Regions from separate parts of the Mus musculus genome. Here region 1 is linked to region 2. The links are chromatin contacts, called in public HiChIP or PLAC-seq maps. All regions are on one chromosome and are shown on one strand. Each heading gives the region's core, a stretch centred on a gene start, on an enhancer-like site or on the middle of the called end of the contact. The rest is flanking DNA. Distances are from core to core; before and after follow the strand shown. Region 1 holds the start of Ifi213 (interferon activated gene 213). Region 2 holds the start of Ifi214 (interferon activated gene 214).

Evidence for each region. HiChIP or PLAC-seq counts read pairs in DNA pulled down with a chosen protein or histone mark.
Region 1: a contact with region 2 is called in a BATF HiChIP or PLAC-seq map of CD8 T cells, with 14 read pairs. The contact joins the promoter of Ifi213 here to the promoter of Ifi214 in region 2. A contact is called at or near these places in 1 of 15 datasets of contacts at CTCF or cohesin (CD8 T cells), 1 of 484 Hi-C or Micro-C datasets (nephron progenitors), 3 of 115 datasets of contacts at active chromatin or transcription factors (CD8 T cells, effector CD8 T cells and memory CD8 T cells) and 2 of 9 other capture datasets (adipose tissue and liver).

Annotation. Positions count from the first base shown.
Region 1 is chr1:173,597,713-173,600,527 of GRCm38.p6, reverse strand. It overlaps Ifi213 (interferon activated gene 213), which reads left to right and starts at 1,256. Exons shown (of 6, transcript NM_001368798.1): 1 at 1,256-1,508.
Region 2 is chr1:173,534,621-173,537,373 of GRCm38.p6, reverse strand. Ifi214 (interferon activated gene 214) reads left to right here and starts at 1,417. Exons shown (of 5, transcript NM_001024721.2): 1 at 1,417-1,702.

The sequences.
Region 1 (2,815 bases), core at 7-2,506, 63 kb before region 2:
CTGATTTTATGTTGAGGTCCTTGATCTAATTAGACTTGAGCTTTGTGCAAGGTGATAAATATGGGTCAATTTTCATTCTTCTACATAGAGACAGCCAGTTAGACTAAAACCCGTTTTTGAAATGCTTTCTTTTTTTTTTCATTATATAGTTTTGGCTTATCAAGATCAAGTGATGGGAAGTGTGTGGTTTTATTTCTGGGTCTTCATTTCTATTCCATTGATCAACATGTCTGTCTCAGTACTAATACCATGCAGGTTGAATCACTATTGCTCTGTAAGAAATCTTGAGGTCAGGGATGGTGATTCCCCCAACTGTTCTACTATCAAAGGCATATACATCCAGAAGTTGCCCAAGACTAGCAGTTGGAAAGCAATTTAACTCCCATCATTTTCATCCAGGTGACTGGTTACCTAGCTATGGCATCATCCTCTTTTGCAGACCAGCTGGCAGGCTCCAATATCATTATCTGCTGCTTGATGCCATTTGTTCCATGTTTCAGGATTACAGCAATCCTTAATCCTTGAACTCTCCATTTCAGAAAAAATGTAGCAGGACAAGCATTATTTCAGCCCATAATCTCAATCAAAGCTCGAGGTTTCCCACTGACTCCCAGGACCCAGGTTTCCCTGTGCTTACCAGTGAATAATGTAGAGACACTGAGGAAACATTTACTTCACCATTGAAGGAGGACAGCTTAGTTCTATAATCAAGAGGGAGGTAGATAAAGCCAAATGCCTTTCTATCTATTTGAGGTTGCAGCTTGGAGTTGTGTGTTTGTAATGTTATGCTCTGGCAAGTCTAGGTCTTGGGAGCTACTAATGGATGCATAGATGCTACAGGGATGACTTAAACCAGGAGCTGTTTCACTTAGATTTTCCTTGAAACTCATTTACATGCAGCAGGCAACTAACACAGCAAAGATCTCCTGATACTGACTCTGTCCTGAGCAGAAAAGAAAGAAGAGGCTTGGTGACTTGGCTTTTTTGGTCTAAGTTTTCACCTTCATTCAAAGGAATGAAGGTTCCTAGGGATCCTTTTGCAAGCCTGTAGGACATGAGGATTATAAATCTAAATCTTGTACCTATGAAGATTTGCAAGAAACATCCTGAGTGTAACTAGCTCTCTTTGACTTTTTTGGTTATTGTTTACAAGAAGGAAACTCTTGAGTTTCCGTCTCTGAGGAAATCGAAAGCTATGAACCTTGTCCACTCCCCACAAAGTAGCACAGGATGAGAAACCAGTTCCCCTCAGTCTGAGCAGCTGAGCAGTGACTCTACCCAGTGTCAGCTTTCCATCTCTCTCTCTGAAAACACTTTATTTTCTCAGAATTTCAGGAGATTACAAAATCCTCTGTATCACCTTCTGAGAGATTTACTGTTTACTTTTTTATCTTCACACACACACACACATACACACACACACACACACACTCACTTGCTCACTTGCTCATTCACTCACTGCTTCCTGCCCTGCAAAACTGGATACCACTGAAGAATTTTCTGAAGAGGTGAGTCCTCCCCCTGCTTTCTCTGTGAATGCACACGACTACAGGTGAAATCCCTGTTGATCTTTTGGTGGAGAGAGAAGGAAGCCAAGCTGGTGGCTGCTACACTGAGCAGTGAATCTGCAGTATCTGGATTCAGGTCCTTGGCTCATAAATATGCTAGGCATCCTTATTCTTCCACCAGTAAGACTGATCCGAAAAGGGGCATATTTCAGATTATAAAATACACGTTTTTTTAGGTAAGTCAGGATAAGTGAATAAGAAGAGGGCTTTTGTTTTCTTGGCTGGAGAGTGCTTAGAACCTGGTGGTTGTAGTGAATGGCTGGGCAAAAGACGTGTTTGTGACAGGAAAAATTGTCATGAGGTAATAATACCCAGTGAAAAATGCATCTAGCTCTCAGGCTGCATTATCTAGTATTGCAACCATACATAGTCTGGGCACCAATGGGCATATGTGGTCAAAGGTGTCCCAGATTCACAGTGATTGCAAACCTGGGGTTTTATTGACTCAAGAAGCACATTAAATGGTCTTCATTCACTTCTACTTCAAGTGGATATGGTGGAATTGTAGACATTGTTAATCTGTATCATCCTGAAAGTTAATTGCTTTGGTTTATTTGTCTTTTTAGTTTTCTTTGATTTTGTATTCTGGTGGTAAGATTTAGAAAAGAGTTGGAGGGTTCATCAGAACTAGATATATACTTCACACTTTTAGACTCTTCTGCAGTCCCTCTGTGCACTATGGTTGATCTATCACTTACTAGGTGTATTAATTATGCTGCCCAGACTTTCTAAGATTTTACAAAAGTTACAACCCTGTTCATTTAGAAATTAAGATAAATAAATCATGCATAAAAATTTGGTTTTTAAGTTATTATTAGACTTTCTATTATTAAAACACTTATCTATTTCTAGGAGGTAAACTATTTTCATTATTTTGATTTTCTGAGAAGAATTTTTATTTGTGGTTCTAATTAAGACAATGCTAATATAGAAAAATTTGCCCTTATTAGTTACTATAAAAAGGATTTATTTTATAATTTCCATGAATTCATGTCTTAATGGTAACCTTTAGATGTATGTGTTAAAAAAAACTTGACAAAAGATGTTAATTAACCAATTATGTTAAGTCCTCTAGGGTAGGTTGAGGACACATTTTTCTGGATTTTATTATGACTACTTCTTTTATGGGACATCTGCATTTCTTTTCTTGCCTTTTCTTATGACTCAAGTGGCTAACAAGTGAAGACAACAACATTACTGAGCTTATGTTGTTTCCTCCTTCAGTGGTCCTGTTGATGCCCTTCCTG
Region 2 (2,753 bases), core at 168-2,667:
ATTTTGAGACTGGCCTGGGCTCCATAGTCAGACCCTGCATCGACTACCAAATAACAGCAATAGAGATAAGAAGTCAAAGTGTAACATCACCACTTTGCCACATCACAAATTAAACCATAATTTCTTTCTCTGATGCTGTAATTTGGAATGATCCATACAAAGACTGTCCACAGTGCTTGTCCCAGCTTGGTACCTTTGGCTACCTTGTGGCTATGTTGGGCTTCTGCAGCAGGGATAGGCAAATCCACTGAGACATAAGCAGGAACTGAGCGGAAACAGTAGGATCAACTTCCCCTGGCCTTTCTTTACTACATCAGTTCAAAAGATGAAGAAAGGAAAAGGAAAAACTACATTGGCCAAACAAAAGAAAGATAAAGATGGTATTTTCCAACCTCCATCCACCATGAATAAAGGACTGCAATCAGAATCAATGGTGGAGACACAGCACAGGTCCAGTGGCTTAGCTCTCCCAAGAAAAGCTTCTCTGGCTTTCCTTCCCCTTCTCTCCTTTTTGAGATTAATTAGTATTTTATGTAGTCTAAGAAACTAGTGAAAATGGCACCTAGTCAGCAAATCCATAGTTTCTAGTCATCTACATTGTTTCAGAAATACTTCAAGGTAATGCAATTCCCAATGATGGAAACATGAAAGGATGGCATGTTTTTAAAAGTTCTTAACTAAGGCAATCACCAGTTAAAGAATACTACTTTCCAAAGCCGGGTAAAAGATTTAAACCTAAACTGAGCCTGGTCTACAGAGAGAGTTCCTGGCCAGCCAAGACTACACAGTGAGACTCTGTCTTTAAAAGTAAATAAATTAACAATAGTAGTAGTAGTAGTAGTAGTAGTAGTAGTAGTAGTAGTAGTAGTAGTAACAGAAAAGAGGAAAGCTAAAGCCAAAATCCTTTCTGCTTACGTGAGGTTGGAGTCCTATGTTTCTAACAACATTGGTACTCTGGAAAGTCCAGGGAACTAACAAAGGAGTGAAGTGTTTAAACCAAAAGCAATTTCATCTCAGATTATTTTTTCTTTTTTGAAATTCATTCAAGAGCAGCTAGCAATTGCCAATTTCTCCTGCTGCCATCTGCATCCTGAGCAGGAAAGAAAGAGACCTGGTGACTTAGCTTTGCCTTTTGGGGATTCATCTTTATTTAAAAGAGAGCACATTCCTGGTGACTCCCTTGTGAGTTTGTTGGATACAGAGCTTTTATATTTGGTTCTTGTACCTGTAAGATTTGTAAGAAAAGCAAAACATATCAATGGAGTGTAACTGTCTCTGACTTTCTTATGGTGACTAAAAGGTATACAGGAAAAAACTGTCGAGTTTCAGTCTCTGAGGAAATCGAAAGCGATGCACTCTGCTGGGAGGAGAACTTGCTATTTCTTAGCTCTTCTGCCCACAAAACAACACCCAGCTGAGACATTCAGCAAGCCTCAGTCCATGGAGTGAGTCTAACCTGAGAATTTCTGTAGATTACATTTTCCAGTTCCCAAGAGATTTATTGGTTTATCTTCTTCACACACACACACACACACACACACACACACACACACACACACACACACACCAACTCCTCCCAGTCCCCAACAAACTTTAAGAAGAAGAAGGACAAAAGAGAAGAGGAGGAAGAGGAGTGGAGAAGCCTCTAGTCCTGCCCTGTAGAAGATCTCAGCTTTACATCCTTAGAGAAACATCCAGCAAGGTGAGTTCTACCTGTTTTCTGTAGATATGGTAGATATTGGCTACATCTGTAAAAACAACAAGGACAGTGAAAAGACCTTTGCTGGTTCTTGTGGAGGAGGCAGTGCTGATCTGGTGCCTGCTGCACTCAGCAGTGAGCCCACAGCAGCCGGATTAGGGTCAGTCACTCAAAAAGATGGCAGACATCTTTAGTCCTCCACCACAGAGGAATGAGCTAAGAATAAAACATTTTGCATATTTTAGATTGTTTAATGAACTTTCTAAGTATAAATCTGAATAAGTGGATAATGTGAAGGCTATAATTAGCTCGGATAGGGAGTTCATGGTTATCTGGGATCTGTGGGTGAGTGGGAAAAAGCCAAGATAGTGACATGAAAAATTATTGTGAATAAAAACTGCCTCTGGACATGAAATGAATTTTCTAGTATCCTATCACTAGGAAGTTTCTCAGGATCATAATATATAAACACACAATGGTTTAACCATTTCCCAAACACATTCTGTTTGTTCTCTTCTTCACACCTTTCTAAAGGTGGTATTTCCATTATTGGTAATTTCTACCATCACGAAAGTTGTTTTTGGCCATTTTGTTTTCCTTTTGGTTCTCTAATGGTGAAGTGTAATAGAGTGATGGAAAGTTAATTAGAACACATGTATCTTGCCCATTTATAGAACAGTTTGAAGAATACGTGTACCACAGCAGAGGACTTGGATAGAAGCTCTTAATTGATTTCAAAGTTCTGTGAACATTAGACCAGGCTCGCTAAGTTTATTAATTATTGTAGCTAAACTTTCTAAATCACTGCAAAAGATTTTACTTATTTTTAACAATCAAGAGATGTACTTCTTTTTTATTTATTTTTATTTTTATTTTATTTTATTACATTTCAAATGTTATCCACCTTCCCAGTTTCCCCTCTTCAAACCTACTATCTCATCCCCTCTTCCTCTGCCTCTATGAGGGTACTCCCTCACACACCCATCCACTCCTGCCTGCCTGCCCTGCCATTCCCCAACACTGGGGCATTGGGCCTTCACAGGACCAAGAACCA